Linked DNA regions of Mus musculus: all the other regions are linked to region 1. Evidence: chromatin contacts called from public HiChIP or PLAC-seq, Micro-C and promoter capture Hi-C data. All regions are on one chromosome and are shown on one strand. Each heading gives the region's core, a stretch centred on a gene start, on an enhancer-like site or on the middle of the called end of the contact. The rest is flanking DNA. Distances are from core to core; before and after follow the strand shown.

Evidence for each region. Promoter capture Hi-C pulls out the DNA fragments that hold promoters and counts their contacts. A called contact is a pair of places that touch in the nucleus more often than the background predicts. HiChIP or PLAC-seq counts read pairs in DNA pulled down with a chosen protein or histone mark.
Region 2: a contact with region 1 is called in a Micro-C map of embryonic stem cells, with 4 times the contacts expected there. The contact joins the promoter of Aspscr1 here to the promoter of Tex19.1 in region 1. A contact is called at or near these places in 1 of 39 promoter capture datasets (stem cell-derived epiblast-like cells), 1 of 484 Hi-C or Micro-C datasets (embryonic stem cells) and 1 of 115 datasets of contacts at active chromatin or transcription factors (embryonic stem cells).
Region 3: a contact with region 1 is called in an H3K4me3 HiChIP or PLAC-seq map of stem cell-derived neural progenitor cells, with 2.6 times the contacts expected there. The contact joins the promoter of Dus1l here to the promoter of Tex19.1 in region 1. A contact is called at or near these places in 1 of 39 promoter capture datasets (embryonic stem cells), 4 of 115 datasets of contacts at active chromatin or transcription factors (embryonic stem cells, pancreatic cancer cells and stem cell-derived neural progenitor cells) and 1 of 9 other capture datasets (embryonic stem cells).
Region 4: a contact with region 1 is called in a promoter capture Hi-C map of embryonic stem cells. The contact joins the promoter of Fn3k here to the promoter of Tex19.1 in region 1. A contact is called at or near these places in 5 of 39 promoter capture datasets (the HPC-7 cell line, cranial neural crest, embryonic stem cells and 2 more), 1 of 115 datasets of contacts at active chromatin or transcription factors (embryonic stem cells) and 2 of 9 other capture datasets (adipose tissue and macrophages).

What each region holds. Positions count from the first base shown.
Region 1 is chr11:121,143,180-121,150,132 of GRCm38.p6, reverse strand. It overlaps Tex19.1 (testis expressed gene 19.1), which reads right to left and starts at 3,990. Exons shown (of 3, transcript NM_028602.3): 1 at 3,911-3,990; 2 at 3,532-3,605; 3 at 1,819-3,404. The coding sequence starts at 3,315. The coding sequence ends at 2,260.
Region 2 is chr11:120,669,846-120,676,798 of GRCm38.p6, reverse strand. It overlaps Aspscr1 (alveolar soft part sarcoma chromosome region, candidate 1 (human)), which reads right to left and starts at 3,826. Exons shown (of 16, transcript NM_026877.2): 1 at 3,629-3,826; 2 at 2,704-2,759. The coding sequence starts at 3,730.
Region 3 is chr11:120,792,068-120,799,020 of GRCm38.p6, reverse strand. Dus1l (dihydrouridine synthase 1-like (S. cerevisiae)) reads left to right here and starts at 2,626. Exons shown (of 14, transcript NM_026824.4): 1 at 2,626-2,878; 2 at 3,298-3,544; 3 at 4,010-4,118; 4 at 4,703-4,753; 5 at 5,075-5,187; 6 at 5,911-5,993; 7 at 6,227-6,330; 8 at 6,522-6,666; 9 at 6,894-6,953. The coding sequence starts at 3,308.
Region 4 is chr11:121,431,309-121,438,261 of GRCm38.p6, reverse strand. Fn3k (fructosamine 3 kinase) reads right to left here and starts at 3,309. Exons shown (of 6, transcript NM_022014.4): 1 at 3,133-3,309; 2 at 838-989. The coding sequence starts at 3,273.

The sequences.
Region 1 (6,953 bases), core at 2,741-5,240:
GGAGGCAGAGGCAGGCAGATTTCTGTGAGTTCGAGGCCAGTGTGGTCTACAGAGTGAGTTCCAGGACAGCCAAGGCTGTTACCAGAGAAACCTTGTCTCAACCTCCCCTCAAAAAAAAAAAAAAAAAAAAAAAAAAAGCCTGTATAAAAAAATCGTTTAAGAACCAATGAGATGTCTTGATAGATAAAGTCCCTTGCTCATGACTGGAGTGCCCAGAAGAGAGTTGTCCTCTGACCTCCACCTGTACACAATGGCATGTGTGCACCACCCACACTCTCAAACACAAACAGTAATAAAAGTAAAGTTAAATAATAAAACAAGGGCTGGCTAGATGGCTCAGCAGGTAAGAGCACTGACTGCTCTTCCGATGGTCCGGAGTTCAATTCCCAGCAACCACATGGTAGCTCACAACCATCGGTAATGAGACCTGACGCCCCCTTCTGTTTCGTCTGAAGACAACTATAGTGTACTTATGTATAATAATAAATAAATCTTTGGGCCAGAGCGAGCAGGGACTGAGCGAGCGGGGCCAACCAGAGCCAGCAAAGGTCCTAAAAATTTAATTCCTAACAACCACATGAAGGCTCACAACCATCTGTACAGCTACAGTGTACTCATATACATAAAAATAAATAAATCTTTAAAAAATAATTAAACAAAACAACATCAAAATGCTTGCTGGGATTGACTGCTTAACCAGGAAGGAGGGAAAGGAGGGACGGCAGAAGGGACAAGCCCACTTTGTTAGGAGGATTAGGTTATCCATTGAAGCACAGGCTCCAGGCCCCTGAAGGAGACACACCACCAAGGCTGCCTCTTTCCTGTGTTCTTTAAACAGCACTGTGGTGCCATCGCTCCAGGAATGAGCATCAGAACCCTAAGTGACTAAGACACCTCTGGAAGACATATGAAAAAAAAATGACACTCAAAGTTAAGTAAGTGAGGTGAGGGTATGACAAATACCTGAAATCCCTGTGTTCAGTAGTGTGATGCAGGAGGCTAGCCTGGATTACATAGTAAGATCTTGTATCAAAACAAAAAACTAAAAAAACCTATAATCAGATCCTATCATATGGTTAACTGACCAGCAAGATGACCCCAGGATTGGGACCCGTGGGTCTTTATCAACTGAACAACTTAAATCACCGGAAGGTGATCCCAGCCAGGGACACCCACAGAACGGCAGAGATATTTCTAGATGGGCCACTCAGTGTCCACTGACGAGACACATGGGCCTTTGTTTCCTACCATCTGTGCAGGTTATGCAAGTGCTGAGGTGTGACTCTGGCTCATAGTAGTAGATCTGACACATGGATTGGTCCACAGATCCCTTCCAACTTCTAGGGCACATACTTACGTCAACTAGATGACGACATACAACTTCTACACAGGGCTCTTTCTCATTTTAAACCCTTGAGCACTTGCTGGTTATGTAGACTGTCACAGGACATACTACAAACTCCCCACAGGACTCAGGAAAGGGCAAAACCCACTGTACCATGTTCCCAGCTCTGTGGGATACCATCCCACAAGCCCGAGCCCAGAAGTTGGGGAGGTTACTCCACCAAGACCCACTCAGGAAAACTGCACAAGGCCTCCAATAAACACTGAAAACTGAGGCTACAAAGATGGCTCTGCAGCTAAAAGCACTGGTTACTCTCCTAGAGGAGCCACACTCAATTTCCAGCACCCATATGGTGGTTCAAAACTGTCAGTAACTTTGGCTTCAGGAGGTCTGATGCCCTCTACTGGCTGCTGCAAGTATCAGGTGTGAAGCCGGTACTGTAGAGGCAAAACCATACACATAAAACAATAAAATTTAAAACACCAACTTTATTCAACAAAAGCCCTCAAAAGGAGCACGAGTAACGAACAAAGTAAAACAACAAAAACAGTGAACCCTAAAATCAGGTATCTTGACCCTAAGACAGTAAGCATATGACCCCTATGACAGTAAGGTCAACTAGTGCCTCAGAGTCCATACATACGTAGATCTGTGACCGGAGCCCCCATAACACCCACCACACAACACTCCATACAGCTAAACATACAGCTAGGCCTCACCTACCAAACACTGAACACTGACACGAACATGCCAGACTTCCCTCTGAGGTTCATAAGCTCACAGGATGTTCAAGATGCCCCCTCAAGTCCTGGACCAACTGTTCCCCTGAGCTGCTCAGAACAGGCAACCTCTTGCTCTTCACAGTCCCCAGGGCCCTGGGGAATGTCTGAGCTTTAGTGTCTCAGGAATGTGCATCAGGGAGTAAGGGTCAGGAGGGGGTGGGGGGTGGGGTGGGAATCAAGGAAAGACTGAGCAAGGTGGTAGTCAGTACCACAAATAGTAGCATCTGTGATAAACAGCCTCTCTCCTGGCTCCCAGCTCCAGGTCTCTGGCATGTTAATGTGCCAGGGCAAGAAGGAACCTACCCAGAAGCCTTTATTCCACAGGTAGCAGGTGGCAGGCAATAACTCCATCCCTAATTCTGAAGCTGTCAGGATGCTCAGCCTCCAGGGATTCAGGCTCTGATGGTACAGGCCGTGCTGCCCAACTTCTTTCCGAAAATGGGCCACCCACATCTCACCAGGGTCCAGCAACACCTGCCAGTGCTGGACCTGAGTCCTTACGACCCAGCGGACACGCATTGACAGCAGGTGGCACCTAGATTGGACGCTATCCAACAGGAGGACAAACTTCTGGTCTTGCAACCAGGATTGTGCTACTGTCTGGTCCAAGGGCCAGTGGCATCTCAACTCCAACAACACAGGTTGCCCAGGAGATGGCATCACATCAAAAATATCCCACCAAGTCAGAGGAGGGATGAGCTGGTGCGAGCAGGGAAAAAGCCCATCAAGTCTCCAGGGAAGGGCCTGGGTCCACTCAGCATCCTCAGGACCCAGATCCAGGGGTACAGCTTCCTGAGGAAAGAGCTCAGTGGGCACAAAAATGGAGAATAGTATGCCCTGTGTCCACACAGGGGTTGGCAGCAGGACCCCAGACCCTTCAGAGACACTCTGTGGCACATAAAGGGACCCCAATCCCCGCCATGCATCCTGCTCAGGCCCTGGCTCCTGCTCAGACTCTGACTCTGACTCTGACAAGTATTCCAGGAGATCAGCATCTTCCTCTTCCTCTTCCTCTTCCTCCTCTTGCCAGTCTCCCATCTCCAGGTAGAGTTTATTCAATAGGAAAGCTGCCTTGAAGCAAGCAAAGCAGATCTTCGTCTGTTCCCCATGGACAAGATGGTACAGCCATGCCTCATAGAGGCAGGACATGCCCCTGGCCCCATGGCGAACGCTGACTGGGGGACACATGGTCAAGAAGTCTGTCTGCAGCTAAGCGGACACACAGATTCAGACTTGCTCGATGGACTGAGGAGGTCAGGTCAACAGAACCACAGAGGCTAGAAATAAGTGGGAAAGGCGAGAATGAGAGAAACGGGAGAAAACAGGGCACAGTAGGTCTAGGGGCTTTGGGGCTCCAGGACACGGGGCAGTGGTACCAGAACTGGGTGAGAATTCAATGAATACCTCTCTGAAGAAGTAGACAGGCTTGAGCTTCCAGAAACTTCTTCAGCTTCACACTTGCTCCAATATATGGGGAGCTAGAAAGACAGAGAAAATGAGGTTTGGCTCACCCTGCTGGGCCCGCTGCAGGGCTCCCCTGAGGAGAGGGTGTTGGGGCTCTGGCCCCCGGGGTTCCCTGTTCACTCTGGACAGGCTGGGGTGACATCAGAGGTGTCCTCAGGGCTCAAGGCCCCGACCTCACACTTGCGCCCGGCTACCAACCAAAGAGGCCGGGAAGCCTACGCCAGGAGGATCTCCTCTCTGCCCACCGTGCTCCCACCCGACCCAGGCCCACCGCACCCAGCCCGGCTCAGCCCCCGGCCCAGTCCCTTTCCATCCTTACCTCCCTGACTGAGCGCCCAGGTGCCAGCTAATGGACTCCAGAGCCAGGCTCTCCTCGCTAAGCACTGAACACCAGGGAGGACGAACGCGGCCTTATAAAGGGCCAAGTCCCGCGATGCTCCAGCTCATTTACATATCTCCCATGAGGTCCCAAAGCAGCAGGAAGCGAAGGTGCTGAGTCACTCTGGCCCTGAGTCACTCTGGCTCTGAAGGCGCACATGCGGCCTGGCGCCCCCTACAGCGCGCATGCGCTGCTCCCTTGCGCCACCTGAGTGCCCTGTGTGCTTCCTGTGTGCTCTAGCGGTGCCCGATGTCCCCATCCCTGTGCCTTCGAGGGACTCGAAGGCCCGGGCTCAGAGTTGGGCCCGCGGCACATCTTGTTTGGAAAAGTCGATTCCTTCTTCCCTGTCTCTTTAGTAAAAAGTTCTTTAACACTTGGGAAACTGCTCGCTCAGTTCTCAACTGCAGCCTAAGCACAGTTGCCTGTCTATGGGTCTTTTTGTTCTTAAACAGACTCTTTAAAGAAATTCTTTGTAGGGGCTGGAGAGATGGTTCAGGGGTTAAGAGCACTGACTGCACTTCCAAAGGTCGAGTTCATTCGCAGCAATCACCTGATAGCTCACAACCATCTGTAATGGGATCCGATGCCCTATTCTGGTGTCTCTGAAGAGAGCAACAGAGTACTCTTAAAATAAATAAATAAATCTTAGCCAGGCAGTGGCACATGCCTTTAATCCCAGCAATTGGGAGGCAGAGGCAAATCTTACAAAAACAAACAACAACAAAAAACAAAACCCAAAATAATTCTTTGAAGAGTTTATCCTTAAAGGAGTTTGGGACTCAGAGAAAAACCAAGCAGAAAATAGAAGGTATTCCACCCTCCAATTCAGCCTTGGAGCATACAGATATATTTGTTAAAATCAGTGAGCAGCATCGCAGTCCACTCTGCACATCCCACCAGGTTGGATATACTGGTGTAGCAACGTTCCTCTGTCATCACAGGGCCAGTTTCACTCTTTCTACAGGCCCTCGGGGCTGCCCTCAGGGCCCTGCTCTCCCCAGACCCTGGACTCGACTTCTGCAACCATTTTGCCCTGTCCAGAAGGTCACGTCTGGCCTCAAGCATCCAGAAACTACCATGGTTTCCTTCCTTAGGATCATGAAGCTTGGTTTCCTGGGTGCTCTGGGACAGCAGGAAGCAAGTTTCACTTCAGAGTTCAGTAATACTCCATTAAAAGAATATATCCCTTTAACCACTCACCTTATAAAGAGTATCTCATTGCTCTCTGGGATTTTTATAAGTAAAGCTGCTATGTGGAGTTGCGATCTTGGCAGTTACCCGGAAGTCTTCACTGGCCCTGTGTAGTCTTCTATCCTTTATCCCACATTACCCTCCACCCTCACCTTCAGCCTTGTTTCTGTGTGCTCTTGACCTACTCAGCTGTCTCCTCCTCAGCTGTAACTAGCCAGATGTCTCTCCTGACTCTTGCCTTTTGACCTTAGTGTCCAATTGTCAACATTCGTGGTGTTGAGATGTGTCCCCCATCCCCATAGGACTGGATATTTTAACACTTGCTTCTCTGTCAGTGGGGCTGCTTTGGGGACCTTTAGGTGGGGTCGGCTGACAGATGTGCCCCTGTGATTAGCTTTTGAGAGTTCATAGTCTCACCTACCTCCGATCTTCTCTCATCTCCATGTTTGTGGTTACAGAAGTCATCTCTCACCTTCCTGTCCTGACCCCCTGTTGCCTCTTCTGCCATTAAGGTCTATCCATCTGGAACCATTAGCCAAAAGAGAATTTTTCTTCTGCAAGTGACTTTGGTCATATTTTCTCACAGCAGCAACAATAAGTTAATCTACCACTGCCGGCTTCCCACAGCTTCTTCACTGCCTTCTTTCTGTTACCAGCTTGGCCCACACTGCTGAAAGTTGAATTTTAAAATAAGGATCACTTTCAAGAGGCTTTGAAAAAGCTGGGGAGAGAGCTCAGTCGGCAAAGCATTTGCTCTTCAGGCATCGGTCCCAAGCACCCATGCAAAACAAAAACCAGACAAACAGCAAAAAAAACAAACAAAACCAAAATTAAGTGTGGTGACAAGTGCTTGTAATCCCTGGGATGGGGTTGGGGGCAGAGGCAGAGGATCTCTGGGCTTCGTGTCTGCCTGAATCAGCAAGGACCATGTTCACAGAGAGACTGTGTCTCAGAACAGAACATGGAGAATAATGAAGACACCCGAGGCCACGTAAGTATGAACACACACACAAGCACTCGAACATACAAAGCACACATATACAACAAATAAAGCTTAAAAACCAGAGAGAGCTGGATGTAGCTGCATGTAGCTGTTCATGCCTTTCGTCCCAGAACTTGGGAGTCAGGTCTGTTACTTTGAGCCAAGTCTCATCTACATTGCGACATTGCTAGTTTCAGGTCAACAAAGACAACATGGCAAGACCCAATCTCAGAAAGGAGCAAGAGAGAGAGAGAAAAAAAGAGAGACAGAGGTTTTGTTCATCCCATTATTCCAATACTGCAATTTTAAAAAGGCAAACAGCAGGGTATCCCCAGCTAACTCATTACATAAGCTTGAGCAACCTGTTTGTCTAGCTAGAGGAGGGGTGTTTGGACTGATCACAGCTCTCCTCACGTGCTAACAAAGGTTTATGAGTCTACCAATCGCAGCACGCCTCCTATGCAATGGTTGGAAAGTCCTTGCTAAAGCTGCATCTTGGGGAGTGAGGCTACCAGCTATGACTCATCGCATTGACTTTTCAAGGTATTTATTCTGTCATAAGGGTGGCTTGGTTATCTAGTTGACTGACAGCCCTTTTGCTCAAAGCAGCCAGAATCCAGTAGCTGCCAATTAGGGAGTGAAACTGCCCACCCTGCCCCCAGCATATTCATTTATTTACAGGAAAATGAACATTGTTTGGAACAAGCAGAGGAAACTTATTCTACATACTACCATTCTGCTTCCAGACTCACAGGGAGAACAAACTCAAGGTCCCAGGCTCTGGAGTCCCTATAGCTGAGCAGTTCTGTT
Region 2 (6,953 bases), core at 2,577-5,076, 470 kb after region 1:
GCTATCCAAAGGAAAGTGGAGCAAGTATAGAAGGCAGATCCTACAAAACCACTTCTAGGACAGCCCAGCCCAATGTCCTTAGAGACATTCAGAGTGAGTCCAGACCAGTCAGTCACATTAGCCGTCACCTCTCTGCTTAAGTCCTGAGGGGTTTATGTGCAGGAAGGCCTAAAGAGAGCTCAGTGCCTCCAACCACTAAAGAGAGATCAACGTAGCCCCTCCTCCCCACACCTGGAGGACAAGGCAAGCCTGAAAGCCCCTTGGCATCCTGAACAGTGAGGCTCCAAGGCTTGCAGGGGGTTTTAAACATCTGGTTTCTCAGAAACACTAAAGAAGCAAGAGATCTGGAGGTCAGTGAAGGCTCAAGCACATACAGGAAACAGCCTCCAAGATGTCTGCCCGTCAAGACAACTCAGCCCAGACTAGAGAGCTCAATGACACTTTAGGCCACACAAGGGCAGCCTTGGACCTTGATGCGTGGCTCCTGGCATCCCCTGATGGGCCAACAGGAAACCAATACCTGCCCCTTGGAAGAGAAGGGAAAGAGGCTCCCTCAGTGCCATCATCATCGAGGAGGGGGGGGGGAAATCACCCAGGGAAGGGCCAGTCTCTACCCAACAGCCTCCTCATCCTTGACCCCCTTAGGTCCCAAGACACTTTGGGAATGAGAACTATAGGGGCTACAGTTCACATGCCCAAGAAAAGCTCCACCCACAGCTCTGACAACACAAAACTTACTAGACATGCATGGGGGAGGACAACAGGAAACGACAGAACTAGACAGATAAATCTGTGATTTTTTTTTTTTTTTTTTTTGGTTTTTCGAGACAGGGTTTCTCTGTATAGCCCTGGCTGTCCTGGAACTCACTCTGTAGACCAGGCTGGCCTCGAACTCAGAAATCCGCCTGCCTCTGCCTCCCAAGTGCTGGGATTAAAGGCGTGCGTCACCACTGCCCGGCTGTGAATTTTTAATATATGGTCCATGGTCAACCACTTTGAATATACAAAGTGACTAGCCCAACATTATAAATGCAAGACACTGTTGGAAATAAGAGTTTTCTGGACAGGACCTGTTAATAAAGCCCAAGGGTGTTTAGAAGAGCTGACAATGAGCTAGGTACAGTGGCACACCCTTAATCTCAATACTTAGGAGGCATTGGCAGGAGGATCTCTGTGAGCTCAAAGTCAGCCTGGTCTAAACAATGCTTCCAGGCCAACCAGGCCTACATAGGTTCTCACAAAAGAAAAAGGAAAGAGGAAAATGGGGAGGAGAGGTGAGGAAGAGAGAGAGAGGGAGAAACTGAGAACAAGACCACCTCATCAGCTAGTTCTCATCGGCTGACAGGGATCAGCCATGGTTGATCCGAACCCTCAACATAGGTTCAAAACCAGCAAACTGCCATAGAAAATGCTAGTGGGAACCAGGACATCAGGCCTAAGAGCTGAGAACACTGGGTGGAGAGAAGAGGCCACTCTGTTTACAGCCAGGCACCAGCCAGGGCAATGGGAGCAGTTCTTAAACAAATTACAGTCAGTGGATGGAAAGGGAGACAAGGGCAGAGCTAATGTAGTGTTGTAGAGGAACTGGCTCAAATTATAGTCATTGCTCCAACCAGACACCATTACGTGGACCATGGGCAGGTTAACAGAACAGAGCTGGCACAAAGCTTTGTGGCAGGATATTGTTAGATGGCTTGGCCACTCAAGAGCACATGTTCTGGGATTCTTAGAAGACCAGAACGGGAGCCGGAGACTGGAATGGCCTGATATAGGTATCTTTTCCAAGAAACTTCTTCCTAGAAAGCCCACACGACAGCATGGGAAAGGCCAAGAGAGTGGGCTTCTTGTGTTAGGACAATGTTGTGAAAACATGTCTCCAAGAATAAAAGCTCTACTTAAGACAGAAACCTGCATCCCTCCTATGGCCTCAGACCCGAGGACCTGGTGGAGGACTGCTCTCTTTGTACTAACACCCTGACCCAGAGACCCAGACATGGGAGGACTACAGCAGCTGGGAGGCGAACAATCCCTTTACAGCTTTCTAGCCATTCCTTTGTCCTACCAGGAATTTACACAGACAGCCAAAACCCTGCATTTGTGGGTTTAGACAGTGCTCCCCAAAAGATACATCACTGTTCTTGCCCCTAAAACCTGTGAAAATGACCTTATTTGTCACAAGTATTTATGAATGTAGGTTAAGAGAGTAAATTAAATAAGGTCACCCTGGACTAACCAGAGGACCCTAAACCCAGTGACTTGTGTCTTCGGGCCGTTTGAAGATCAAGGCAGAAGTTGTACTGATGCAGTCACAAGCCAAGAAATACCAGGACAGCCAGAAGCTGAAAGAGATGAGTCCTCTTCCCTAGAATATTCTAGAGTATAGCCACAGGGGTGGGGGTGGGGTCTTTGATCCCAGCATTGTGGAGGCAGAGGCAGAAGGCTCTCTGTGAGTTTGAGACCAGCCTGGTCTACAAAGTGAAGTCCAGGACAGTCAGGGCTACACAGAGAATCTGGGGGCGGTTGGGGGGGGGGGGTGGCACAACCATACTCTGGGCACTTTGGACTTTGCCTTCAGAACTGGGCAAGGATAAACTTCTGTTGTATTAAAGTACCTATGGGGGCGCTTCTAAGGCAGAGATAGTATGTGTTGAGAAAAGGACCAGGTAGACTGAGAAGCCCACAGCTGAGTCCAAGCAAACTCACTTCAGGTCGTATTCACTGGGGTTGAAGTCTTGCCGCCGGCATGTGTCTTCTAGTACCTGTGGGACAAATGATCGGTAAAACCTACCTCAACTGATAGTAGGCGCACTGGCCAGCCCACCAAACATCTCACTCACCAGCTCCAAGCAAACTACATGCAAATCCTGTCTACTCTCTCCCCTCCTACTGGGGACCCATTATTGACTTAATCCTCCAACTATGGCCTAGCCTGTCCACCCCTGGTCCCATGTTCTAGGCTCTGCGAGGCCTCTAGCCACAAATAATAATCTGCCTTACTGAACTTTGTGTCCACGGCCACTCTGTGGCCCGGCAGTCTTTGTGCAACTGCTGCATGACCAGAACCCTCCTCTACATGAGCGCAGCTCCAAATGGAGGTCACTCTGTATGGCCCTGCCACAGATATGAATCGTGTACGCCTTTGTAACCTAACAACAGAGGTTTAATAAGCAGGTGTAATTCATACGAGGTCACAAACAGCAACAATCAAAAGCCGTGAGTGACTTAGCAAAATTCACTTCCGGGAACACAGGCCCTAGGGTCCGGAGGGACGCCCCTGAGCTGAGCAGGAAGGAACGCCACTCTTCCCGGTGACCGAGAAGGCTGGATTCGGACAAGCGCCGAAGATTCTGGGGCTCGCAAGGCTCGACCCTGTTAGTGGGGTCCACCCCACCGTGCTCAGCAAACGCGCCTCCAAGTATCCCGCCCCGCCCCCGGGACCCAGATCTAGAGGATGGGGCGGACAGCCGCGCGAAAGGCGCTCATTGGCTGCCTCAGGCCCCGCCCACCGGGACCCGGTCCCGCCCTACCGCCCTAGGAGCAACCGCAGGGGCGGGCCCTGATGCGGCGACCCCGGGCGGCCCGCGGGTCCACCCATCCGCCCGTTCCCCACCCGGGCCGGCGGCCGCACCTGCAGCAGCACGGTGCTCGGCGTCACCTTCACCGTGTGGCGCCGCCCGTTTGGGGCCAGCACCGACACCGCGGAGCCCCCGCCGCCCGCCGGGGCCGCCATCTTCCGCTCACGTGACCGCAGCCGGCTCGCCTCAAACAACTTTATCCGCAACAGCCCGGACGCACAGCCACGCGGTCTCGGGGGCGGGGCCAACTCGCTTCCGGGCCCGCCCCCGGCGCTCTGGCTCTGCTTTGCTATTAGGCAGCCTGATGGCGTCCCGACGGCGCGGACCAAAGGCACCTCCCTGGAAGGAGCACAGTTCTGTCAGGGACATTGTTTCTTCATCCGGAGGCACGTGTTCCTGGGAACCTCCAAGCTCTGGGGGCTGCCTGCAAGAAAGCTATGCTGCCTGGGGCCAGCCTGGGGCCCACAGCTACCTGTCTGTCACCAAGTACTGGGTATGCGCACACCAGAGTTAGCCTTTGTACCTACTCCGTTAAGTACTGATCCTGCCTCCCTTCTCAAGTGTTCCTGTGATCATCATCGTCACATGGCGACAACCTTTTAGAAAAATATTTTATTGAGACTGATGTGGTAATGCAAGCCTTTAATCCCAGTATGTTGGAGGCAAAAACAGATCCCTGAGTTCAAGACCAGCCTGGTCTACAGAGCAACAGTCTTCCAGGACAACCACGGCTACCCAGAGAAACCCTGTCTTGAAAAAATAACAACAACAATAATAATAAAGTTATATTTTATGTGTTTTTTTTTTATTGTGTGTCTGTGGAAGAGCAGGTACAGGCATGCTATGGTACCTGTGTGCATTGTCAGCGAACTTGCCTGTTCCCTCCTTCCACCTTGTGGGACTGAGGGATTCATTTGAGGTTACCAGGCTTGGTGGCACTTTTACTTGCTGAGCCATCTTGTTGACTTCAGGCCCTCTCTTAGCTTGTCACCATGACTTCAAGGAGAATGCTTTGCCTATGGTCCTTGGGATTGTTGTAAAAATCTCCAAATCTGACTGGAGAAGCTGGTATACAGCATCTGTGTCACACGTGTGTATTGACAAACATGGGGAAAAGAATGGGAAGAGTTTGCGTGTTCTATGCAACCTTAGACCCTCACTGTGCTGCCCACCTTCCCGGGTCCCCTTTGGTTTTCTTCCTTTCTTTTTTACACACTAGCATTTAAAACAAAACCTCACAAACCCTCAAGTCTGTTTTCTTTCAACTGTCCCACTGTTAGAATCCTCTGGCAGAACATTTAGAGAGGTGCAGTGAGAAAAATGGACAGCCATCAAGAGATACAGATTGTTCTGAAAGTGAGCATGTGAAATTTGACCATGGTCAGGCTCAAGTTAAAGTCGGAATCCTCCATAATCAAGGTCCCTCTTTCCTTGGGTAGTAAATTAGTCAGCTATAGGCTAATTCTTTAAGACTACAATGCCATGTTTTTTTTTTTTTCTTCCCACATTTATTATGCAACAGTTTTAACACCAATTGATGAATGAGTTTTTTTTATTTATTTCCTTGACAGTTGTCCGGGCTAGTTTTATGTCAACTTGACACAAGCTAGAGTCATCGGAAAGAAGGAAACCTCAAATGAGAAAATAACTCCACAAGATCTGGCTGTGGGGCATTTTTCTTAATTAGTGATTGATGTGGGAGGGCTCAGCCCATTGTGGGTGGTGCTATCTCTTGGTAGTGGTTCTGGGCAGTGGTGGCCCACGACTTTAATCCCAGCACTCCAGCGGCAGAGGCAGGCAGATTTCTGAGTTTGAGGCCAGCCTGGTCTACAGAGTGAGTTCCAGGACAGCCAGGGCTACACAGAGAAACCCTGTGTCAAAAACCAAAAAATAAAAAAAATAAAAAATAAATAAAAAAGAGAAAAAGAAACATCTCTCTTTAAAAAAAAATCATATATATTAAATTAATGTGAATTCTGGGGTTTTCTTCTTTTTTTCTTTTTTTTTAGATTTATTTATTTATTATATGTAAGTACACTGCAGCTGTCTTCAGACACACCAGAAGAGGGAGTCAGATCTTGTTACGGATGGTTGTGAGCCACCATGTGGTTGCTGGGACATGGATTTGAACTAAGGACCTTTGGAAGAGCAGTCGGGTGCTCTTACCTGCTGAGCCATCTCACCAGCCCTTCTTTTTTCTTTTTTTAGGTTTTCTTTTTTAATATTTTATATGTGGCCAGACAGTGGTGGTGCATGCCTTTAATCCCAGTACTTGGGAGGCAGAGACAGGCAGATTTCAGAGTTCCAGGACAGCCAGGGCTACACAGAGAAACCCGATCTCAAAAAAACAAAAACAAAAAAACATATATATATATATATATATGTGTGTGTGTGTGTGTGTGTGTGTGTGTGTGTGTGTGTATAATATGTGTGGAAGTTTTGCCTGCAAGCATGTCTGTATATCACATGCATTCCCTTGGTTCCAGTAGAGGCCAGAAGTAGGTATCAAATCCCTTGGAACTGGAGTTATAGATAGCTATGAGCTACCATGTGGGTGCTGGGACTTGAACCTGCAACACCTGGAAAAACTGCCAGTGCTCTTAACCACTGAGCCATCTCTCTAGCCCCTCATGCCTTTTTTTTTTTCCATTTCATTGTAGGGTTTGAGTATTGTTTCTTTCGTGCTTAAATTGACCTAAATTTAGTCATTATGACTGCCTTCACGCTGGCTGCTGTGCTTCTTGTGAGGAGTAACTTTAAATTCTTTGTGTTTGTCTCTGTTGTTTTGTTTTATATAAGGTTTCCTGTAGCCTAAATGGCCTTTTATTGTTGATCCTGCCTCCACAGCATGACTGCTGGGATTACAGGCATGTGCCACCATCATTGACTGTCTCACCCTGTATAGACCAGGCTGACTTTGAACTGGTTGCCTCCAAGTGCAAAGATGACAGCTGCTAAACAGCATATCTGACCCAAACAAACAAACAAACCAACAAAAAAGAATTCTTACGACTCTGCCAGAGGACCTGAGTTTGATTCCCAGCACCTATATCAGGACGCTCACAACTCTCTGTAACTCAAGATCCAAGGATCCAACACCCTGTTCTGGCCTTTGATGGTACCAGCAAGCATATGGCTTATACTTACACACATACACACATACACACATACACACACATACACACTTACACATATGCACACATTCACACAAACATATGTACACATTCACACACATATATGCACACATTCACACACACATACACACATTCACACACATAGACACAAGCATACACATACACATGCAAATAAATAAATGTAAAGAGTAAGTTGGATGCATTGTACTTCTTTGACACTGAATACTTCTTTAATGCTTACTTC
Region 3 (6,953 bases), core at 1,377-3,876, 350 kb after region 1:
GAGGAGGAGGAGGAGGAGGAGGAGGGAAGGGGGAAGGAGAAGGAGAAGGAGAAGGAGAAGGAGAAGGAGAAGGAGAAGGAGAAGGAGAAGGAGAAGGAGAAGGAGAAGGAGAAGAAGAAGAAGAAGAAGAAGAAGAAGAAGAAGAAGAAGAAGAAGAAGAAGAAGAAGAAGAAGAAACTTTAGCTCAAGGGGCAATTGTACCAGGTAGAAGCTCAGATCTATAGACAAGATCAAGAGTGCCAGAACTGCTATCCTTGGGGTTCAAGAATCACCGCACAAACCATGTGAACACTGACTTCAGTTAAGCAAGAATAGTTTATTGAATGCACACCCAGAAACTGGTCAGAGCAAGGACATAGCTCAGAATTATCTGAACAATGACAATGGGCATATTTTTCTGTCATCTTATAAGGGGAAAAAAAAAACCACAGTGAATTCACACACAGGTGCAGGAAGTTCTTACTTAAGATATTTTAGACATAGCAATTCCTATTGACCTTTGATTTGATAGGTCTTACACAAAGCTTCGTGGAATTCTTAAGATTAGCAAACCACATACAGAACATTCAGAACAAAGCAGGATATGTGGTCAGCATGTTCTCCGTCTACGCCAAGTCACTTCTCTGTGTCAATGACTGAGAGGCATGTTACAGCAACAATATGAAATAGCTGGCAGACATGGGACAGACTGGCTACAGCTGTCCTGAGGTGTCAGACCATAACACTGTAAGTGGATAAATGTAAGGGGCATACTTTTTTTGTGTGTGTGTTGCTTTTTTGAGACAGGGTTTCTTTGTGTACCCCAGACTGTCCTGGAACTCACTCTGTAAACCAGGCTGTCCGTGAACTCAGAGATCCGCCTGCCAGGGACCTGGAGGGATTCAAGGTGTGCACCATCATGTCATGTCCGGCTGTGGGTCATGTCCGCTTGTGGCTGTGCAGTTTCTTCTTTCATTTTCTTTGTTTTTTTAAAAAATTAATTAGTTTATATATATATATATATATATATGTATGAATATATATATATACATATATATATATATGGTGGGTCTTTTGGTTGGTTGGTTGGTTTTTGGTTTTTTGAGACAGGGTTTCTCTGTATAGCCTTGGCTGTCCTGGAGCTCACTCTGTAGACTAGGCTGGCCTCGAACTCAGAGTTCTGCCTCCCTAGTGCTGGGATTAAAGGCGTGCACCACCATGCCCGGCTTGTATATGGTGTTTTATCGGTATGTATGTCTGCACACAAGAGGGCATTGGGAGCCTGTCTCGAAACCCCCCCCCCCCAAAAAAAAGAAGAGGGCATTGGAAACCATAAGACTATAGTTACAGACAGTTGTAAGCTGCCTTGTGGGTGTTGGGAACTGACCTCAGGACCTCTGGAAGAGCAACTAGTACTCTTAACCTCAGAGCCATCTCTCCTGCCCCTCTTATTTACTTTATTTATTTTTTATTTTATTTTTCGAGATAAGGTTTCTTTGTGTAGCCCTGGCTATCCTGAATTAGCTCTGATCTAAATCAGGCTGGCCTCCAACTCACAGAGCTGCTCCTGCCTCTGCCTCCTGAGTGCTGGGATCAAAGGTGTGGTGTCACCACCCAGCTTCCTGTCATTTCCTTACAAGGCAGAAAATTAAAGTATCATAAATGGCTTGAGTAATGCATATATATTACATTATATCATTATACCGTTATACATGTATCATTATACATACATATATCATTATAAAGTATGTATCAGCAATTGTTCCAAGGCTGGAGAGCAGGACTCAATGGTTTGTGGAGTTGGAAGTCTGACCACAGAGGGAAAGGCTGGAAGCATGTGAGTTGCACGATACAAACTCTGGATTCTGAAAACTCGAGGTGCATGGAAGCAGTGTAGAAGGATTAAAGAGTGGTCAAACAACTCAGACATGGCGGTTCAGGCCTTGAATTCTGTGTTGGGAGGCAGAGTCTGGTAGATCTCTCTCAGTGAAATACATCACTACTATTAAAACAGTAACAGTTTACGGCCATAGTTTGGTTTCCTGTTTAAAATACCCTGACAAAAAGAACTTAGGAGAGAACTTTTTTTATTTTTGTTTTTGAGAGCTGGGGAGGGTTTCTCTGTATAGCCCTGGCTGTCCTGGAACTCACTCTGTAGACCGGGCTGGCCTCGAACTCAGAAATCTGCCAGGCCTCTGCCTCCTAAGTGCTGGGATTAAAGGCATGAGCCACCACTGCCCGGCCCCATATCTCTTTATGCATGTTCCTTCCCTCTAGCAAGCGACTCATTACTCGACAAAGGCCTGGCCTGCTGTAGCCTTTTCTACCCAGGATCTGAAGTAATAATTCTTTATCTCGTTTCCTATTGTGGTGGTGTACTAAATTTACGTCTTGTGTCTGCAGAACCAAGGGCTGCTCCTGGATTGCGGAGGTGGGTTGGGGGATAGAGGTGGGAGGAAAGGCCTCCGAGTGCCAATTGTCTGGAAGGGACAGCGTGACCCCGGGCATGCGCAGTCTGTTCTTGCTCAACTCTCTCGTTTCCACAAGGCCGGTCCCTTCAGCGCTGAGCTGCAGTTTCCGAGGACTTTATTTTTTGCTGCACCGCAGACGGTGCGGAGCGCCTGGCAGTACGCTTCCGGCTCCGGCACTTCCGGCGGCGTTGCGCTGAGTCTGAGCCACGGCGCTTGGCGGCTCCCGCCGCCTTCGTGCGGGTCCTGCTGGCGGCGCCGCGGGTCAGGCAGAGGCTACGGGGCCTTGTGTGCCCCTTTCTTTGGAGCGTGCCCGCAGTCACAGACCTTCATCGAGCCCTGGCCAACTCCGACGGTGCGGGAAGTAGTCCTAGTTCAAGCCCCGTGGACGTCCGGTGGCGGTCTCGGGCCCCAGCCAGCCCAGGGGTTAGGTAGGGGCAGCTCAGGGGGCTCTGGGCCCGACCAGGAAAGGAGCCGTGGAGGCTGACGTGCTCGCTACTCTCCCAACCCAAGATCCGAGGCGGCGTCAGGCCTCGTGCAGCCGGGTGGTCTCAGCTGTGCAGGTCCCACAGACCTGTTCATCCTCCACACCCGCTGCACCAGGCTGGCGTTTAAGGGGAGAAGGTCCAGAGAGGGTGAGTGGTATGTCAGGGTCACTGCCAGAAAGGTGGAGGGAGGGCACCTCAACCCTGTGCCTACGGATACCTCTCTTGTTTTCACCGTGTTCTTGGGAGAGCCGACAGCAAAAGCTGACGAGAGCGGTCAGCTCCTGGAGTTGAACTTCGTACCCTCCTGGGGTATGATGGTATACCATGGCTGAAATGAGCGCTTGTTCCTCTTCTGCCCTTAGTGTGGAGAGGATGCCCAAACTGCAGGGTTTTGAGTTTTGGAGCCGCACCTTGGGGGGTGCCCGACATGTGGTGGCACCCATGGTGGACCAGAGTGAGCTAGCTTGGAGACTTCTGAGCCGCCGCCATGGAGCCCAGCTATGCTACACCCCTATGCTACATGCCCAGGTCTTCGTTAGAGATGCTAACTACCGCAAAGAGAACTTGTATTGTGATGTGTGCCCCGAGGACAGGCCTCTCATTGTGCAGGTGAGCTGAGGGACTGGGTAGCACCTAAGCTCCAGACCCTGTATATAAGGACAGCATTCCCAAGCTGTCCCTGTCATATACATATAACCCAGGAGAAGGGTCGGGGTCCCTGAAGTCCTGCATGACACATGCTGCTGAGTGGGCATCCCCAGAACTGGGAACTAGCCAGAGTCCCGGTGAAGGGGCAGCTTGGAGGACGTGAGGAGTGTAGCACCAGTGTCACCTTGATCCTTCTCCGTCTCAGTACCCTCCTGTCGAGAACCAACAGTTCTTTACAAGTCTGTGCCAGTGGCTTCTGTTACATGTCATTATAGCTCATATTCCTAGTGGTTGTCATATTGTCAATGTCGGTGGAAAGACCATAGCTCACTGAGTCACCATGGGATTCCTCACAGGGCTGGGTGGCCTAGGCAGGGAGAGTCCTAGGCCTGGGCTGACCGAGGGTGGCATTCGTGTCTTCTTCAGTTCTGTGCCAATGACCCAGAGGTGTTTGTCCAGGCGGCTCTCCTAGCACAAGATTACTGTGATGCCATTGACCTGAACTTGGGCTGCCCACAGATGATAGCCAAGAGAGGTGAGGTCATTGCTCCAGTCCTGTGTTGACACCTGTCCAGGCCAATACTAGGCCCACTAGGCCTCCAAATAAGGGGTCCAGGCCTGTTCCAGTGGAGCCTGGGTATTGGTGCACATGGGGAGAGTTAATCCCTGCCTCTGACTGTGGTGGCACCTGTAGCCAGCAAGCAGCCCTTTTTCTGAACTTAACATCCTGAAGAGTCCTCAGGTGTTTGACTGGGGACCAGACTCTGCTGGCCACATAGGTATCCTTCTGATAACTGTGACCAGCTGGTGTGGGTCCCTGGCTCTAATCCCACAATTCAGGCTCACTGGGCCCCCAAGCACCCATTATGATCTTAGGCTGTGTGGCCCACTTTGGAGTTTTGACAGCAGGCAGAGCTCCAAAGTCAGGGCTAAGAAAGCTGGTTGGTTTCCCTTTCCCTCTGCTCTCCCCAGAGCCTCTGCTGACCTTGGGGAGGCCATGTAGAAGCTGGTGCTCATACACATGGCGTAGCTGTGGAGTCCACTGTGTTCTGAGGAGCTGGCCTAGTAGGGAGTTGATAGCAGCGTGGGTGCAATGGGGGCCACTCTCATCCTCTGCAGGTCACTATGGTGCTTTTCTGCAGGAGGAGTGGGACCTTCTTCAAAGAATGAGTGAGTTGGCTATATACCACTGTGTCAGTGAGTGAGTCGCCCCAGAGACAGTCTGACAGGGCTCATAAGCACAGCTACTTGACTGGGGCTCAAGAGGACACCGATGATCCCACTGGGGGCTCTTGGCCATAGCACTTTACTTCCTGGAAGGAGGTGACTATAGAGTCCCCTGGTGTATACCAACTATCCCCTTAGGATCAGACATGAAGTCCTAGGACACTGTCCTTAGTTCTGTTAGCTCCCAGTGCCCCATGGGGACATATTGGGGTTTTGCCACCTTGGAGTGACACTGGTTCCCTCAGAGGCTGTCTTTTTTCTCAGTTCTGTTGGCTCATGAGCGACTCTCTGTTCCTGTCACGTGCAAAATTCGTGTCTTCCCAGAAATTGACAAGACAGTGAGGTACGCCCAGATGCTGGAGAAGGCTGGCTGTCAGGTGAGGCCATGGCTCCCAGGGTGGTTGTTGGGGTCTAGCAGGCAGCCTGGCCTCACGTTTGAGTATGGTCTAGATCTCCATGACGATCTTCCAACACCAGGAGGTGGCTCTTGCTTCTGCAGCTCTTGAGTGGGGGCTGCAGCCAAGAAATTTTCTTTGGGCAGGCAGTAGGCTCCTCCTGGCCCCACTTCTTTAAGACCTGGTACCCTGGCCTCAGACCTCTAAAACTGCATTCCAGCTCCAGGGTGTTGTCTGTGTGGAGAGTAATAGTGGGTTCACTACCACATCTCAGGCTCTCTAGACATCAGCCAGGGCTGCCTTTAGGTGAGCTCAGAATCCAGCCTCTCTGGAAGCCTGGGCATAAGCCATGGGGGTCTCAGACCTGGTCCTCTTCCACCATGCATGTTGAGCCTGGCCAAATGTACTCTGAGACATGTGGTTTCTGGAAACAGCAGGAGCCACCCTCACTCAGCACCCTGCATCCTGAGTTTTCAGATTTTTCCTGTACTCAGGGTTCTGCCTCTTGACTTATGTTTTCTGATTGCAGCCTGGGGCTCTTCCAAAGGGGCAGGGCTCTCAAGACCCTGGGACCAGGGACAGAACCATGCCAGATGGCCTTGGTTCCTCCCAGCATGGAAAGCTGAGAAACCTGAGCAGGTCCCTTGTAATTGGTGTGAGACCTTTGCATAGAGCAGGGTTGAACCAAGTGTTGGTCTGTCCTAGCTGCTGACTGTGCATGGGCGCACCAAGGAGCAGAAGGGGCCCATGGCAGGAACAGCCTCCTGGGAACACATCAAGGCCGTTCGGTGAGCAGATACTGTGGGTCGGGTGACTTTGTGGAAGCGGCATAAGCCTAGTTCCACGCCTTGGGGTGGTTGTTCAGCATTACCCAATGCCTATAACTATCTGGGAGGGAAGGCAATAATGCCATAGAAGCCGAGGTGTCTCAACAAGATAGAACTTGGTGGCTGGTTTCTGCCACTCCTGGCTTAGCACTGCCCTGGCATGGATTAGGGTCAGGCTTCTCTTTCCCCCACAGGAAGGCTGTGGGAATCCCTGTGTTTGCCAATGGGAACATCCAATGCCTGCAGGATGTGGAGCGGTGCATCCAGGACACCGGCGTGCAGGGAGTCATGAGTGCAGGTGAGCCTTGTTCCTTGCCTCAGCCTTGGTCTGTCCCTGTAGGTCTGCTTAAGATGGTGTTCACTGTTATGTCTTTCCAAGGAGCCCAAACCAAGCTCTCAGACCATTTTTCAGACTTGCTGACCCTATAGCTAGCCAGTGACCTGAGTGGCCAGGAGTGGGTCCCAAGCTTTGCCTTGCCTTCTTCCCAGAGGGGAACCTGCACAACCCTGCCCTCTTTGAGGGCCGGAGTCCTGCTGTGTGGGAGCTGGCCGAGGAGTACCTGGACATTGTGCGGCAACACCCTTGTCCACTATCGTATGTCCGGGCCCATCTCTTCAAACTGTGGCACCACACGTGAGTTGCTCTTTGGGCAGGGGTTGAGAGTGGGTCTCTCTAGGCAATGTCAGAATCCTGCCTGGAGTGTTCTGTGGTCTTCCCAAAACAACGTGGCCACCAAGTCTGCTGAAGGGCTGGTGGCTTGGCAGTGAGGAAGGGCAGGAGCCTCGGTGGGAAGAGATAATTAGCCGTGTGCCTAGGACTTGGCCCAGGTGGTGACTGGGAGTGACAGGCATCTGCCTTAGGCTACAGGTACATCAGCAACTTCGAGAAGAGCTGGCCAAAGTGAAGACCCTGGAGGGCGT
Region 4 (6,953 bases), core at 2,060-4,559, 290 kb before region 1:
TTAATAGAAGCTTCATTTTCAGGATCTCAGGTCTAATAAGAGAAAACCAAAAAAGTAAAGGATGGACTCCAGGGACTGGAACCGAAGAGATGCCTCATCGTTAAGAGGACCTGCAGAAGACCCAGGCTCCCAGCACCTACATGGCAGCTCAGAAACATCTGGAATTATAGTTCCAGGGGACCCAACACCCTTGTCTTGCCTCTATGGTCACCAGATATGCACATGGTGCACATACATGTGGGCATACATACATACATATACATATGTGTGTCTATATATATACATATATGGTGTATATATATATATACATATATATATATGCATATGTAATAACAATACATCTTTTAAAAAGGAACTCTTGACACATGCCCTTAATCCCAGCACTTGGAAAGCAGAGGCCAGCATGACATAGTGAGTTCCATGCTAGTCAGGACTGCATTGTGAGACCTTTAAAAAAAAAACAAAAAACAAAAAAACCTCTGGCAACTGGATTGAATTATGTAAGCAGCTCAACAGAGAATGCTCACTAGTGTTCAGTCTCTCTCTCTCTCTCTCTCTCTCCCTTGCTACCTAGTGTTCACTCTCTCTCCTCTCTCCCTCTCTATTTCTCCCCTTCTCCCTCTCTCTCCATTTCTCTCTCTCTCTCCACCTGTTTGTCTTCTCTATTTCTGTGTCTGTTTCTCTGTGTCTTGTGTCTATGTCTGTCCCTGCCTCTTTCTGTGTACAAACTCGCCTTTCTCTCTTTCTGTGCATATCTCTCTATATGTATGTCAGCCTCTCCCTATCTTTGCACATGCACATGGCTCTCTCCCTCCCCATACACACAAATGCACTCACCTGCTAAGGCTCTTCATCTTCAAGTGCTCCATCACAAAGACAGCCCCACCTCCTGGCAAGTCAATCACCTTCATGGGCTTAGGAACCCGCACCAAGCCAGTGTTGCGGAGGGCCTCCAGGCTCGCCATCTCTCCCTCAAACATCTGCCGGGCCTGCATCCAAATGCCATGAGCTCTGTCAGCTCTGCAATCCTGGACCCTCACAGGGACCTTGCTAGCCAGACCAAAGTACTCATGGCCCTTGGCACAAGCCAGAAGACCAAGTGCCTTCAATTACTGAAAAACAGCATCACCTCCATCTCTCGAGGCCAGTGTTCAAGAGAGACCCCTTCAGGTAAGAAGGAACTGAAAGGACAAGCCTGATGCCAGAATTCAAGGGGTCTAAGGGGAGACTCACACAAGCAAAGCCTTGCGGTGGAAGATGCACAGGTCACAAGGGGATGCAAGGTGGGGGTGGGGTGAGAGGAATGGGTACAAGTGAAGTGTGAACCAACAAAGTCTGAGGCTGGGACTGAGTCCTCCAAGGTATTGTTTTCCTTCATGCCTCTAAGTGGGGGCAGGCAGCCTTGGGCATGGTAGAAATTACCTGGGATCACATTTGAGTCAGAGAAGGCAGAGTGGTGAGGTTAGAAGAGCCTGGCTCCATTCTAGCAAGGACTAGAGAAGCTAGTATACCCAGCTTGTCCACAGGCCTTTTCTGGGATGCAGAGGCTTGTTTCTAAGTGACTTAGAAATACCCCCACTTATTTTTAGCAAACTTTCATATTGTTCACTATACCTTGGTTAAAAACATGCATTTTATTTACTTATTTATTTGTGGTGCTGGGAGGCTCAACCCAGGAGACTGTCCACACTAGGCAAATGCTCTACAATGAATGACATCCTCAGCCCCCCCCCCCATGCATTTATTCATGGGGTTTGTGAACACTTCTACATATAGAATCATACATTTGTAAAAATTAAAAAGTAGATGACTGTGGGTAAAAGCATTCAAGCCTGATCACCCAGCTTTGATCTCCAAAAATCCAGATGTGGTAGTGTGTTCCAGATGTGGTGGTGTGCATCTGTAATCCCAGCCCTCCTACCACATGATGGGAGACAAACAGTCAGCTGGAGTCTTTCAGGCCAGCTAGCCTAGAACAGGCCGTGTGGCAGCAGAAACAAGAAAAACCTTGCCACAAAATAAGGCCGAAGGACAGAACCAACTCCCCAAAAGTTATCCACTGACTTCTACGCACGTCATGAATATGCAAACCAGAGCTTTCACACACACACACACATACATACATACACACAAAATAAATTGGATATCGTTGATTAAAAGTGAAACTTGAAGCCAAAACATTTATTATCACACATGTAAACCATTCTTCCCCCTTAATCCCCTTTCAAGGGGAAAAGTCAGACAGGTACACTCAAATCGCCAACCTGCACTTGGGACAAAGAGGCATGTGCTGAGCAGCCTGTTGTGGAAGGGCATTTGCAAACTTCAGCCATGCTTCCAGGGTAAACCTCCAAACCAGGCCAACGCTGCACAGAAAGCAGGGAGGTGCTACCTTCACCGTCTCTAATGATACCAGGAGCATCCTAGATACTATAACCACTATCCAGAACTACTCCCCACAGAGTCCAGAACCTCTGGAGTCCTCCCCCCACAGAAGGGGAGCACCATGCTGTGCCAGCACAGCTTGCTCTCAGGGACTCTAGCTAACAGTCCTCAGTTGTCTTACAGTTTTCCATGCATTCTTTTGTTGTTGTTAGTTTGTTTTTGTTTTTGAGCCAGCTTCTCCTCATGTAGCCCAGGCTGACATGGAACTCACCATCCTCCTGTCTCAGCCTCCTAAGTACCAGAGTGATAGGGTTTAGATGTATGCCTGGCTCCATACATTCTTAAACGGGGATATCTTAAACGTCCTAGAAACCAACAGAGCCTTTGAGAACGATGGTGCTAACCTAGCCCTGGGAATCCTGTCTCTCTTCACCTGCTGGGAAAATGCAGGAGCTGAGGTCAGAGCAGAGACCAGACATGGGCAGAAGCAGCTTACCGCTAAGACTCACCTCCCCCATGGTCAGTGATTACAGAAAATTTAAAGCCCCTGTGTGGGAGCAAAAGCAAGAAAATAATCATGCAGCAAAGAGAAACCCTCTGGTCCCAAGAAGCTGCCTGCATGCAAGTGCTGGTTGACCCCTCAGCAGAGCGTTGGGTACGCCAGGTCTAGTTCCTCCACCACTTCTCAGAATCCTGCATTCCTCTTTCCCCTTCCTAGACTTTATCCTTGTATACCGGGCAGCGCACCTGTGTCCTGCGATTGACCTTGACAAACACGGGGCCACTGTCAGTGTAGTAGGCATAGCCCTCGCTGATGCAGCCCCCTCCGGAGCTCCCAAAGGCCCGCAGTGTTGTGGTGTGAAGCTGGGCGCGCAGCAGCTGCTCCATGGAGAGTTGAGGTGCAGAATGCGGTCAGGTGACGCAGAGGAGGGGGAGTCGGGGACCAGAAGGGAACACGCGCGGAGGGCGGATCAGGGGGCGGGGCGTAGCGCTGTCACAACATTGTCTGACACAGGCTTGCTGGCTCCTAGCTACCTCCGGTGCATGCTATCCCTGCATGCTCTTGGGCACCAGAGCTAGGGTGGGAGGGGGAAGAGAGCGAGGAATTTCTCTCTCCAAGGCGATTTCCACCCGGGGCTGCTGTGGGAGAAGGAGGGATGCAAAAGCTCTCGATACCCTCATTACTAAGCTCATTTCAGAATTTCTCCTCCAACAACACACCCTATAGAAACAGAACCCAGACCGGGTGGCGGGTGTTCTGTAAAGCCACGAGACAGAAAGGGAGTGTCCTCACAGAATGCACGTGAAGTCCCAGAACATCTGCACCCACCTGGGGTCTACCCTGGGCACCGTGCTCTCTGCATAACTGGGAGAATCAGGAAAGAGCGCAGAAAGATTTGGGTCAGGGCTTCTTTATCCTTGCAACACAAGGCATAGCCTAGAGACTTAGATATCCCATGGAGAAGATCTCACTGTCCAGATAAGGGTGGAGTCCTAGCCATGGGGGTGCCCTGGCTAGGCCCTAGTGGCACCTCTTAATGCCACAGGGCTGAGTGATAGAGGCTACTGTGGGAGGTGTGATAGCAGCAGCCTACTCCACCCAGGGTAGGTGGAACTCTGGATTTCAGACAGCCATGATAGGAAAGCAGCAGACATATATGCTCATGGATGCATGGGCACACACACACATACATATAAGAACACATCCACAGACTGATATAAGAGACAGCCTGTGCTAACCCTTCAGTGTTTTAGGAGAGGTTGCCTCAGATGGCAGCTCCCACCATGAGCTGCTGGTCCCTCTCTTGTACTGCAATGTCCCCAGCTGACTATAAAGGGACTAGGAAGATTAGTGGGTGGATAGATCCATTGCTGAGCTTTGAGTATGTGCCAGGGCACAAGTGAATGTCAGCTACATTCACAAATATCCTGAGAGGATGCTATAATTAGCTCCTGCCTTCTCTATGACAAAACTAAAGTATAGAGGAGTTAACTTGCCTGGGTCCCAGTGCTGAGACATAGCTCATAACATATGAAACCAAGTCTGGTTTTGGGCTCCATCCTATGAATTCTAGTCTCAGGCCCTAGCGGGATAAGACTCTTCCCAGCATGTGTCAAGAAGACCTGGCTGCACTGTGCTGCTCAATGTTTTTCTCATGGCCTGCCAGCTGACAGTTCTACAGCTGTTCCTTTATCGACCAGCCTCACACTAAGATGACGCCCAAAGCACATGAAGAGATAACATTTGCATGGGTTTTCGGTAGGCATAGCCCTCATTGAGGAGCCTATCTTAGGAGCTCTGTCATACCTCAGAGGGGCAAAGCCTGTCAGTGCTGGCCATCCCCAGGGTCCTTGTGACCTGTCATGGGCTCAGACTGAGACTGGGTTCCCTAGAGGCTCTTGAATAACTCCTGCATCTGGCAGCTATGTGGGATGATTGGAACCTGGGCACACACTCAGGCAAGGAACATTGACTGATATGGCCTCCTAATGTGGCTTGATCATTCCTAATCATGGTAGCCAGAGTGGCGGACTGCAGAGCCAGGGTTCTACCCCAACGACCTTTTCTAACCTGATTCTAAAGCCAAGTGCAGTGTCCGTGTCTTCCCTCTGTGCGGAGTCTTACACAACTCCAGGGACTGACCTAATTAGGGTAGTGAGGGAATGAAGGAAAAAACACACATGAACACACAGAAAAGCCGGGAAGGATGTCTGATGGAGAAGTTTCAAGATCCCAGAACATCAGTGTGTTTATTATTTACAGCTGAACGAGTAGGCAGGGTTGTGGTATGCAGCTAAATCAAGAGGGCGGGCTTAACTGATCTCAGTAGGAGCAGTCCCTGCGGGGATCAGTCTTCAGGCAGTAATATCTGTGAGGAAAGGAGTACAGTGGCCATTTTCTGCAGGCAGCATTGACTTCCCACTCAGATCAGAGGAAAGCTTTGTTAACTCTCTGCGTCCTCATGGATTTGGAGTCGATCTCGCAGGCTTATGTCAAACACAAACACACTCTGGCCTTCTTTGCTCCCCTCACTACTGGTTATGATTCTTCAAGGCCATGCTAAGTAAATGGACTTGACAGCATGGAAATGTCACTGCAAAGAACGGGCAGGACAGCCATCTATACGAAATGTGACTGGTGTCTCCATTTGGGGCCCTTCCTACCACTGCACCTGAACACGAAGCATTAGCACTCCATTCAGAAACTTCTTTGTAAGTGCTTGGCAAACTGACTATGGATGGGATCTCAGGTTGGTCAGACCATTCTCATTCAGACTAAGAAGGCTCCATTGCTTGCCAACTTAAGTGTTGGGAGGTTTGAGGCATGTGGGTTCTTTGTAGGTTCTGCCTTCTCTCTGGTGGGTTCTTACCTATTGTGTGTAACTGGTGTGTAAAAAGTCCCGGGGATGTATTTCAGGGGAATGTGTCACCCGTTTCTGGACAGACTGCTGGGTCATCTCAAAAGGAAAGCCTGCCCTTGGACTTTCCTTCACGCAGGCCACGGCAGATTACAAATACAGAGAGGCTCACAGAAAGAACCTGTGAGAACAGGACACCAGTGGATAGGGAGGGCTATAAAGAGGCATTGACAATTCAGAGGCAAGATGGTTGGGATACTCTCTTAAAATAGTATTGGGGTCCATTTTATGGCTGTGAATGACAATATCGTAAACAAAAACAGAAATCAAACTGGAGAGGAGGTAAAGACAGGGCTGAGGAGGACCAGGAATCCAAGGGCCACAGGAGATCCCACGCTGGTTTGAATGAAAATGCTTCCCTTAGCTCAGATGTTTGAATATTTGGTCACCGGTTGGTAGTGCTTTTTGGGTAGGTTTAGGAGATATGGCCTTGCTGGAAGAAGTAAGTCCTGGGGTGGGCTCTGAGGTAGGAAAGCTACAGGCCATTCCAGGTTCACTCTCTGTGCCTTGTGCTTACAGTTTGACATGTGAGCTCTCAACTTCCAGCTGGAGCAAGTCTGTCACCCGCTGCCACGTAGTTCCTTCCATATGGACCCTGACTCTCTAACTGTAAGCCTAAATCAAGTCTTTTTTTCTATAAATTGCCTTGGACAAGATGTTTTATCACACCAACAGAAAAGTTACTAATACAATCACCTTTCAGAGAGAGAGAGAAAGAGAGAGAGAGAATACTTCTACCTATTAATTATCACTATATAGCATTACAATGTGTGTAAGTTTTGAATGCAATTGGCCCCCATAGGCCCATACGGAGTGGCATTATTACATGTGACCTTGTTGGAGGAGTATGTCGCTGTAGAGGCAGACTTTGAGGTCTTAAGCAGCACCCAGTGGGACAGTCTCCTTCTGCTGCCTTTGGACTAAGATGTAAAACTCGTGGTTCCTCCAGCACCATGTCTGCCTGCATGCTGCCATGCTTCCTGCCTTGATGATAATTGACTGAACCTCTGAGGCTGTTAAGCTAGCCCCAGTTAAATGTTCTCCTACAAGAGTTGTTGTGGTCATGTCTCTTCACAGCAATGAAAGACTAAGTAAGACATGATGTTTTCTGGCAAACAGCTAAAATAAATGTTCAGTACATAAATGTGG